Regions from separate parts of the Canis lupus genome. Here region 2 is linked to region 1. Evidence: chromatin contacts called from public Hi-C data. All regions are on one chromosome and are shown on one strand. Each heading gives the region's core, a stretch centred on a gene start, on an enhancer-like site or on the middle of the called end of the contact. The rest is flanking DNA. Distances are from core to core; before and after follow the strand shown.

Region 1 (4,706 bases), core at 1,077-3,576:
TGCCCAGTCGGCTCCCCAGGGCAGGCGCCGCCCCTTAGGAGCTCTGAATTGGGGCCAGTTTCAGCTTCCACTGGGGAGGCAGCAGCAGGAGGTGACAAGCTGAAGTCAACTGAAGGTCACCCAGCCTGCAGGGGGGACAGTCCTCTCACCTCTGCCCGGTTATGTGGGCGTCCCTCACAGGTTACCCAGTGCCCAGGCCAGCTCGGAGCTCCTGCCTAGCTTGCTGGACTGTCCTTCTGCCCTAGGGTTGAGCACAGACTGTCTCTTTGATTTCAAGTCCCCACGTAATAGGCCTCACCTGGGGGCACCCTGCCTCTTGTGGGGGCTACCTAGCCAGCTTGTCCCACTGTGAGCCCTGGTCTTCTCCCACCCTGCACTTCAGGCGTCTCCCCCATGACACAGCCAGTTCCTGGAAGGGCACACAGCAGGGCGGCCCTCCGGCCAGGGTGAGGGGCTGCAGCAGAAGAGTCAGGCCACCTGTCTGTGGCAGGAAGGGGCCAGGGTCCCCAGCCCCCTCCCCACCTTTGGCCGTGGCAGTGACTGAAGCTGTGTAGCTCAGGCACCAAGGCCCTGCCCTGAGCTGCAAGAAGTCCTGCAGTGGGACACCGTGTGCGGGGACCCAGGTGCAGGATCTGTGTGTGGGGACCCAGGTGCAGGGTGGTGGGATTCGGGGACCAGGGTGCAGGATCCGTGTGCGGGGACCCGGGTGCCGGATCTGGGAGCAGGGTCGTGGGGTGGAGGCCGTGTGGGGCCTGCACGTGCGGGGGAGCCCTGGGACACGGTGCATCGTGTCTGCTTGCGCGGGGTGCTCCCGGGAGGGTCAGTCCTAACGCGTGGGAACCCACTGGCGTCCTCGTCCTTCCAGGAGGCCCGGGTCGCGCGCTATGTGGGGTCCCCGTCCTGCCGGATCCGCGAGGTGTGCGGTGGAGGCCGCGCAGGCCGCCGTCCTGCCCGCCCCTCCGCGGGTCTGCGGTTGTGGCGGGGGCCGCGTGTGGGTTTCTGGGCCCGGCAGCGGTGACGGCGGCGACGGCGGCGGCGGCAGCACGGGCGCCTTCCCAGCCGCGCAGGAAGCGGCCTCGGCCGGAAGGGGGGGCCCCGGGCGCCGCCACTGCCCCCGCCGAGCGCCCTTCCGGCGGGCGGGGCCGAGCAGCGCCGAGCGGGGCCGAGCGGCGCCGAGCGGGGCCGAGCGGGGCCGAGCGGGGCCGAGCGGCGCCGAGCGGGGCCGAGCGGGGCCGAGTCCCGGGCGGGCGGGGCCGAGCGGAGCCGAATCGCGGCCGAGCGGAGCCGAGTTCCTGGCGGGCCGGCCCGAAGGCGGCCGAGTCGGCCCGAGCCGCGGGCGGGGCGGCGGCGGGGGAGGGGGAAGCGCGCGTTCTTGGAAGAGCCAGGCCGGGAGGCGGTCGCATTCCTGGCCGGCGCTCGGCTGAGGCGGACGCGCGGCTCCAGACGGCGCGAGGGGCGGGGCGGCGGCGCGGGGCGGGGCGGGGCGGCGCGGGGCGGGGCGGCGGCGTGAGCTCAGCGCTCCGCGCTCAGTCCGAGCCGGAGCGAGCCGCCGGGAGGATGTGCGCCGAGCCCCGCGCCTCCGCCGCCGCCGCCGCCGCCGCCGCCGCCGCCGCTGCCGCCGCCGCCGCGCTCTGAGGGCCGCCGCCACAGGCGCTCCCGCCGCCCCGGAAGCCGCGCGCAGGCGGGCGGGCGGGCCGCGGAGCCGGGCGCCGGCGGCGGGGTGGGCGCGGGCCGGGCCGGGGCGGCCGGCGGCGGGCGCGACGCGGCCGGCCAGCGCCGCCGGGACGAGCCGGGCGGGCGCCGCGCGGTGGGAGGAGCGGGGCGGCGGCGGCGCGCCGCGCGAGGACGGCCCGGCGGGCCCCGCGCCCGCGCCCCCGCTCCTCCCGGGCCCCTCGGCCTCGGCCGCCGCGGCGATTCGCGCCTCGCGGCGCCGGCACCTGCCCGCGCGCCCCCCGCGAGCCCCGGGCCCGCGAGCGTTGGCGTTGGCGTTGGCGGCGCGCGCAGGGGCATGCCCCGCGCCTAGGGCCCGGGGGGCGCGCGGGGGGCGCGCGGGGGGCCCGGGCGGCGGCGGCGGCGGCGGGCGCGGCGCGGGGCGCGTGGATGTGGCGCCGGGCCCGGGCGCCGGCGGGCTCCAGCGGCGGGACCCCTTCGCCCCGCCCGCCTACCCCTTCGCGCCCCCGGGCGAGGCCGAGGCCTCGGCCGTGATCGGCCGGGAGCCGGCGGCGGCGGCGGCGGCGGCGGCGGGGGGGGGCCGGGGCCGGGGCCGGGGGCGCCGCCGGGGCTCGCGGGGCGGCGGCGGGGGCCGCGGGGGCCCCGGCGCGCGGGAGCGGGAGCGGCCCGGGGAGCCGGAGCGCACCATGGAGGCGGCGGCGGGCGGCCGCGGCGGCTTCCAGCCGCACCCGGGGCTGCAGAAGACGCTGGAGCAGTTCCACCTGAGCTCTATGAGCTCGCTGGGCGGCCCGGCCGCCTTCTCGGCGCGCTGGGCGCAGGAGGCCTACAAGAAGGAGAGCGCCAAGGAGGCCAGCGCGGCTGCCGTTCCGGCGCCGGTCCCCGCGGCCGCCGAGCCGCCGCCCGTGCTGCACCTGCCAGCCATCCAGCCGCCGCCGCCCGTGCTCCCCGGGCCCTTCTTCATGCCGTCCGACCGCTCCACTGAGCGCTGCGAGACCGTGCTGGAGGGCGAGACCATCTCGTGCTTCGTGGTGGGCGGCGAGAAGCGCCTGTGCCTGCCGCAGATCCTCAACTCGGTGCTGCGCGACTTCTCGCTGCAGCAGATCAACTCGGTGTGCGACGAGCTGCACATCTATTGCTCGCGCTGCACGGCGGACCAGTTGGAGATCCTCAAAGTCATGGGCATCCTGCCCTTCTCGGCGCCCTCGTGCGGGCTCATCACCAAGACGGACGCCGAGCGCCTGTGCAACGCGCTGCTATACGGCGGCGCCTACCCGCCGCCCTGCAAGAAGGAGCTGGCCGCCAGTCTGGCGCTGGGCCTGGAGCTCAGCGAGCGCAGCGTGCGTGTGTACCACGAGTGCTTCGGCAAGTGCAAGGGGCTGCTGGTGCCCGAGCTCTACAGCAGCCCGAGTGCCGCATGCATCCAGTGCCTCGACTGCCGCCTCATGTACCCCCCGCACAAGTTCGTCGTGCACTCGCACAAGGCGCTGGAGAACCGGACCTGCCACTGGGGATTCGACTCGGCCAACTGGCGGGCGTACATCCTGCTGAGCCAGGACTACACGGGCAAGGAGGAGCAGGCACGCCTTGGCCGCTGCCTGGACGACGTGAAGGAGAAGTTTGACTATGGCAACAAGTACAAGCGGCGGGTGCCCCGGGTGAGTGACCCTGCTGGCTGGGGCCATGGGAGGACGCTGGGTGCTCTGGGCCCCAGGGCCTGGAAGCTGGGAGGGCTGGGTCCTGGGGAAAGGCTGGGGGGCCCTCCTGGGCCAGGGGCTCTGTGTGTGCAGCTTGGGGCTTGTCTTGGGGTTTGGATTTGATTTAAGGAAGTTCAGGGTTGTGTTGGGTCCCTCCCTAGTCGTGGCTGTGTAGGAAGGTCCTTTTGCTCGACCCCTGTGATGAGCCAGCTTGCTTGGGACAGGGGCCCTAGGGGTTCGGCCTGGTGGCTGGAGAAGCATTCCCAAGGCCCACAGCCATTGCCCTGATGGGCTTAGGAATGGCGGGAGGCTCGGCTCCAATACTCAGACACTCTTGCCCCCAGAGAACTGAGAAGTGAGATCCGGGCGGGCCCAGGCTGCAGCCTCAGGCCTAGGCCTTCCTCGGGCCACTGTGAGGAGGGGTGCAGACCCGGTGGGCCCCTAGGCTCGCACACAGAAGGGTGCCTGCCAGTGGTCCTCAGCAGACAGAACTGGGCCTGGCAGGGCCGGTTTGTGCCTTGAAGTCTTGGGAGACAGGCTCAGAAATGCAGCCAGGTGTCCAGGCCACAGTGGCAGGGGGCCGAGACTCGGTGACTCCAGTTCTGTGCGTTTCCCTGGGCCTGCCAGGGTGTGAATCCCAGAGTCCCCCATGTGGGGGCAAGGGCTGATTGGCCCTGGGCTTGGGGCCTGGTCAGCGGGCACCTGGGCCCTGAGTAGGAGTAGCTCGTGGCCTGCGATTTGTTTTGGACACGCCCGTTTCCTTGTCTCCCTCTCTCTCAAATGCTGCAGGGCGGGGGAGGGCCACTGGCCGAGGCTCTGTTGTTTGCCAGGCGGAGGATGTGATCCGTGTGATCTGGCTGGGCAGCTCCTGGGCGACTGGACGGTGAAACCTCTCATTGGGGTCTTCACCAACTTCTCGGTGTCTTCCCCTCCCCAAGTATTTGTAACTTTTCTTTTAAATATCCAGGCTTATTAAATTGCATACACAGAATGCTGCATTGGCTCAGCTATTCTGAGGAGGCCTAATTAATTCAACTACTGCATCAAACTTTTTTTTTTTTTCTAAATCTGTGAATAGATGCTCCCGCCCGGTTTTCTCTGGGCGCCCCTCCAGCGGAGTGTCAGAGTCTCGGTGAGCAGAGGAGGGGCTGGGGATGGAGGGGCTGGGTGCCTGTGCTCAGAGGGGCTGTCGTGTGCGCGCGTGCACGTGTGTTCCATGGCATTTCTGCCCTCAGCTTTGCCGCTGCCCAGGTGGCAGCTGTCTGCAGACTGGGGCAGGGCTTGGGTGGGAGGGAGTGTCTGAGTAGGGGAGGGTATTGGCAGGAAAGGCCCAAGCCTTTG
Region 2 (4,706 bases), core at 1,626-4,125, 44 kb after region 1:
ATCCTACGCCTGCCGAGAGGGTACAGGTGTGCCCAGGGAGTGGGGCGTCTTTGGAGGTTGGCCCTGCCCTTGGGGTGGGGACCATCACCACTGTTGCAGCCATTGCCTTGACCCCTGGGAAGCTTATGCTAGAGTCCTGTGGCCTCCTTCTGGCTGAGCACCTGCCCCAGGGGCTGAGGTTCCTAGAGATACCCAGAGCCTCCTGACAGCCTTTGGGGAGGGTTGGGAAGAAAAGGCATCCTGTGGTTTTCAGCAGGAGATAGGAAAAGGCGCCTGGGTGGAGCCCTTGCCTCCTTCTGGAGCCTGCTTCTGATCAGGACACCCTGGCTGGCCTGGCCTTCCTGTCCTGATCTCCCACCTTCACATGCTGCAGATGCTTCTTGAGCAATTGCCACAGGCCTAGTGTCTCTGAGGCTCCAGGGCCCTCAGGGCTTCCTCCTGGCCCAGTGGGGAGCTGAGATGCTGAGAGGGGCTGGCAGAGGGCACCCCTCCCATTGTGCCATGACTGCTTGGGAGACTTAGTGGCCAGTGACTGGACAGTCCCCTGAACTCCTGTCCACCTAGCTCTCTTGTGTCTTGGAACATTGTCTTAACCACAGACCAGGCTTGCATTTCAGCCATTGTCCTGAAACCCCTGCCTCCTGCCTGCTCATGCAATCTTCCTACATCTCTGGTGGGGGAGTGGTGGGGGGGCTGGTGGATACTCTAGCAGGAGGGAATCCTCTACACAGAGCAGTGCCTCTCCTTCCCCCTGCCCCGCTGGGCTCCTCTGTGCACCGTGTCCTCCATCGTGTAACCGTGTGTGCCTGGGGGCATGACTGGCCTCGTCCCTGCTCTTGCTGCTTTCTCTTCCCTGGCCTTGCCAAGAATGTTGGGAAATGGAAGGGGGGGGCACAGGAAATGCCTCCTTCCCTCTGAGGACAGCTCCAGCTGCAAGTGCAGGGAGCTGGGGGAGGGGCGCGGGCCAGTGGAAAGTTGTCCCCCCGCCAAGGCAAACCCACAGTCCCAGCCCGGCAGACAGAAGGGCTCTTTCTCCCTAATTCTGGTCCATTGTGAGTATCCTGGGAGGGAAACCAAGGGCCTGCACACCCTGCTCCCCCTTCTTCCCTGGGCTCTCTGGAGAGCAGCGTTTTCCTTTCACTGTTTAAAGTGGGGTCTGTTAAAAAGCAGATTAAGTGGTGACCCTGCCCCACTCTCTAGTCATCTGTGTTTCTGGTCATTGAGGAGTCAGTCCAGTGTAGTGTGCCCAGTTCCCCCCATGGCCTCTTCTCTGGGAAGCCGCCCCTCGTGTCACCAAAAGAGGGGCCTGCGCGTCCCCACCTACAAGCATGCCCTCAGGTTATACCCCTCTGACCAACATCAGCGGTGTGTCTTGGTTGTGTAGCCTTTCTTGGTGGCCCATAGAAAGGGCTCCTCCTAAGTTCTGGGAGACTGTACTGCCTAACATCTGAAGATAGATGTAGTCTCCAGAACCAGCAAGGATACAGGCTATCATATGAATGTTTAAGAACAAAACCGAGAGACCTTAATCTGTCTAATTAAATGATTGGAACACAATATCAGAGGAAGTGAGGGTCAGTGCTCAGGTGGAACCAGGCTGGACCCCAGGGGTCAAGGGTCAGCCTCTGCTGACTGTGGTAGGTAGGGCTCTCCCAAACCACCGAAATCCCTTTTTTCCATGCCCACTGGCTCTGACACTGTCCGCAGCCCTCCACCCTTTATTCCAGGGACTGGGGCGGCGGGGGCTCCCAGTCGCCCTCATCCTCTGCTGAGGAGAAGGTGCAGGAGGGCTCTTGGCCTTGCTCTCCAGCTGGGCTGCCCCGCTCTGCCAAATTCTTTCCTGGGAGACCCCACCCTTCCCCATGTGGTCTTTGGCTTCATGCAGTGGTAGGAGGGTGGGCAGACACCAGGCTAGTGTTGGCATAGGCCAGTGAGGTAGTGTGTGGTCAAGTGCTGGGCCAGGTCTCCCAGTGCAGGGATATCACTGAACGCTGGCCTGGCAGTCTCAGTGAATACCTTGGTGCCCTGAGCCAAGCTGCCTCCGTCTGCCAGGCCTGCATCCTGGGGGGGGGGGGGGCTTGCTGCCAGCCCCCCTCTCCTGCAGGGGCCGGGAGCCTGTCCTTGGGCCATCAGGAAGGGAGTCTTGGGGTCTTGGACCTATTAACCTGTTTGCACTTTGTGAAGAATTTTGAAGTTTAGGGAGGTGTTGTGTTTTAAACATTGTGGTTCCTGTTGTATGGCGGGACATGTTTTGAGTTGGTGGTTTCCAGGAATGCTGCTACATTCTCTTTGCTCTTGGCTGTTCTAAGATAGCAGAGCCTGTGTCAACCCAATTTTCAGATGAGAAAGTGGTCTGAATCCTTCACTCTGGGCCCCTGGCTGAGGCTTCTGTGACGCACACAGTCCTGGCTCTCCTCCGGGTCCCTCTGGGCCAGTGCCCACCTGGGCCTGTTCTGACCCACACAGCCACCTCCCCAGCCGTGACCAGTGCTGGCCCAAGGCCTGTCAGAGCCTCTTGTCCCCTGTCCGGCTCCACCCACCTGGCAGTGACTGAACCTCAGACAGAAGGGGCTGGATCCCCCTGGAGAACTTGGTCCCAGCTTGCCAAAGTGTGAGGGTGACACGTGCATTTTGCAGAGTATGCTGTGTGTCTGTTTCCGAGGGAGAATTCACATTGTTGGGGACCCCTACTGGTGGCTCTGCTTTTCTGTGCGCTGGTCTGAGCCCTGGTGGTTTGGTGCTGGCCTCTGAGCTCCTGCTGGCTGTGTCCGAGTCTAGGACGCCCTCCTCTGAGGACCCTCGAGCCGCCTCTCACCCTCCGGCGCTCGGGACGCACTAGTGGTGACTCTGCTGGTCCTTGGCCAGCCTTCTTGCCACAGCCCGGAAGTGGAGGCGGCCCTGTGGCCCGGCAGCGCCCCCCCTGTCCACTTGGGCTGTTGTGTCGGTTTCTATGGAGAGAAAACAGGGCGGGAGCTGGGGGGGTGGTGTGCGGCTGGGAGGCGGGTGCTGGGAAAGCAAAACACAGCAGGCGTGTGGGCGGGGCTGGCCTCGCATTTCCACTTCCTGGCTGGGAAGGTGAAAGTGGTCGCTTCTAGAGCTGCTGTAATGGCCAGGAGCAGCTCAGGGACACAGTTCACACACGGTCTCTCCTCCACACCCTGGCCTCCTTTGCCACCCTGGCCTGGGGGCGAGGGGTAGCCCTAGGCAGCTGCTGAATGGGGGGCAGCCACCCTGGAACCCATCTCCTGCTGGTGGGACTGCCCAGCTGAGTGGAGATCATTGCACAAGGGTCGGGGCTTTGCTGTGCCATGGTAATGAGCAAGAAGTATCTTCCTTTCTGCACACACTTCCCACCTGCCTCAGCCTCCTTGCTTGGCTCTGGTCACTGTGCTTTGCTCAGGGCCATTTGCATGTATGGACATGACAGCCACTGCCAAGGTAAGGGGCCCAATGTGTGTCACCATGCTCATCTCCCCTCCTAAGAGCCCCTCCAGGGCCCAGACCCCTAATGTGGCACCTGCCCTGTGGCAGGGTGTCGGCTGACCATGCAGGTTTGGGTTGGTTTCCTTCTGTTCCCTTCCACCCCCAGGTGGTCTGGAGGTGTAGTGGTGGGTGCAGATGTGGCCCTCCTCTGGGGGCCTGTTGACCTGACAGCCTGCAGCCTGCGGAGTGGGAGTCATGCTCAGATGTCCTTTCTGAGACTGTCCTCATCAGTGTCTAGTGTAGAGAGGGGAGTTGAGGGACAACACACATGCTTTTCTTCTTTTCTTTTCTTTTCTTTTTCTTTTCTTTCTTTTCTTTTCTTTTCTTTTCTTTTCTTTTCTTTTTTTTTTAATTTTAAAAAAATTTTATTTATTTATGATAGTCACAAAGAGAGAAAGAGAGAGAGGCAGAGACATAGGCAGAGGGAGAAGCAGGCTCCACGCACCAGGAGCCCGACGTGGGATTCGATCCCGGGTCTCCAGGATCGCACCCTGGGCCAAAGGCAGGCGCCAAACCGCTGCGCCACCTAGGGATCCCCACATGCTTTTCTTTACAAATACATCCCCAGATTAGGCCTTTCTGGTGATAAAAAGAAAAAACATTTTTACTTTTAATTTTATTTTTTTAATTTAATTTTTAAAAAAGATTTTATTTATTCAAGAGAGAAAGGCAGAGGCAGAAGGAGAAGCAGGCTCCATGCAGGGAGCCTGATGTGGGACTCCAGGATCACACTCTGGGCTGAAGGCAGTGCTAAACCACTGAGCCACCCGGGCTGCCCTCCTTTTAACTTTAATTAGAGCACAGAAAATCTCTTATTTTTTTTTTTTTTAAAGATTGTATTTATTAATGAGGGACACAGGCAGAGGGAGAAGCAGGGTCCCTGTGGGGAGCTTGATTTGGGACTTGATCCCAGGACCCCAGGATCACACCTTGAGCCAAAGGCAGACGCTCAACCACAGAGCCACCCAGGTGCCCCAGAAAACATTGATCTTGCTGATGTATAGTTTTATTCCTTTGTGGTCCCACTGGAATGTTCTTGAGTCTTGAGCTTGATGAAGTGTGTCATGCTCCGGCTCCCCTTCAGAGCTGGCGGGGAGTAGTATCAGTGGAAACAATGGCCTGGGCATCCTGAGCTGGGGCTATGGTGGACTGTGGGCTTCACTGAATACTCTCCAGTCATCAGCTGGTTCTCCACATGCATTTGCAAGGTGTTAACAAGTGGG

Evidence for each region. Hi-C and Micro-C count contacts between places; a contact is called where the count stands out from the background.
Region 2: a contact with region 1 is called in a Hi-C map of blood, with 2.9 times the contacts expected there. The contact joins the enhancer-like site here to the promoter of SKI in region 1. A contact is called at or near these places in 3 of 9 Hi-C or Micro-C datasets (amygdala and blood).

What each region holds. Positions count from the first base shown.
Region 1 is chr5:57,618,812-57,623,517 of UU_Cfam_GSD_1.0, forward strand. SKI (ski oncogene) reads left to right here and starts at 2,327. Exons shown (of 7, transcript XM_038537690.1): 1 at 2,327-3,326. The coding sequence starts at 2,358.
Region 2 is chr5:57,662,401-57,667,106 of UU_Cfam_GSD_1.0, forward strand. The region is part of intron 1 of SKI (ski oncogene); the gene reads left to right. Among named protein-coding and RNA genes, the nearest start is that of SKI, 44 kb to the left of the region's middle. Within about 2 kb of position 2,876, at least 9 of the 20 cell types and tissues checked have an H3K27ac peak or open chromatin away from gene starts, as enhancers often do. A contact at or near this core is called in blood, where this site is marked.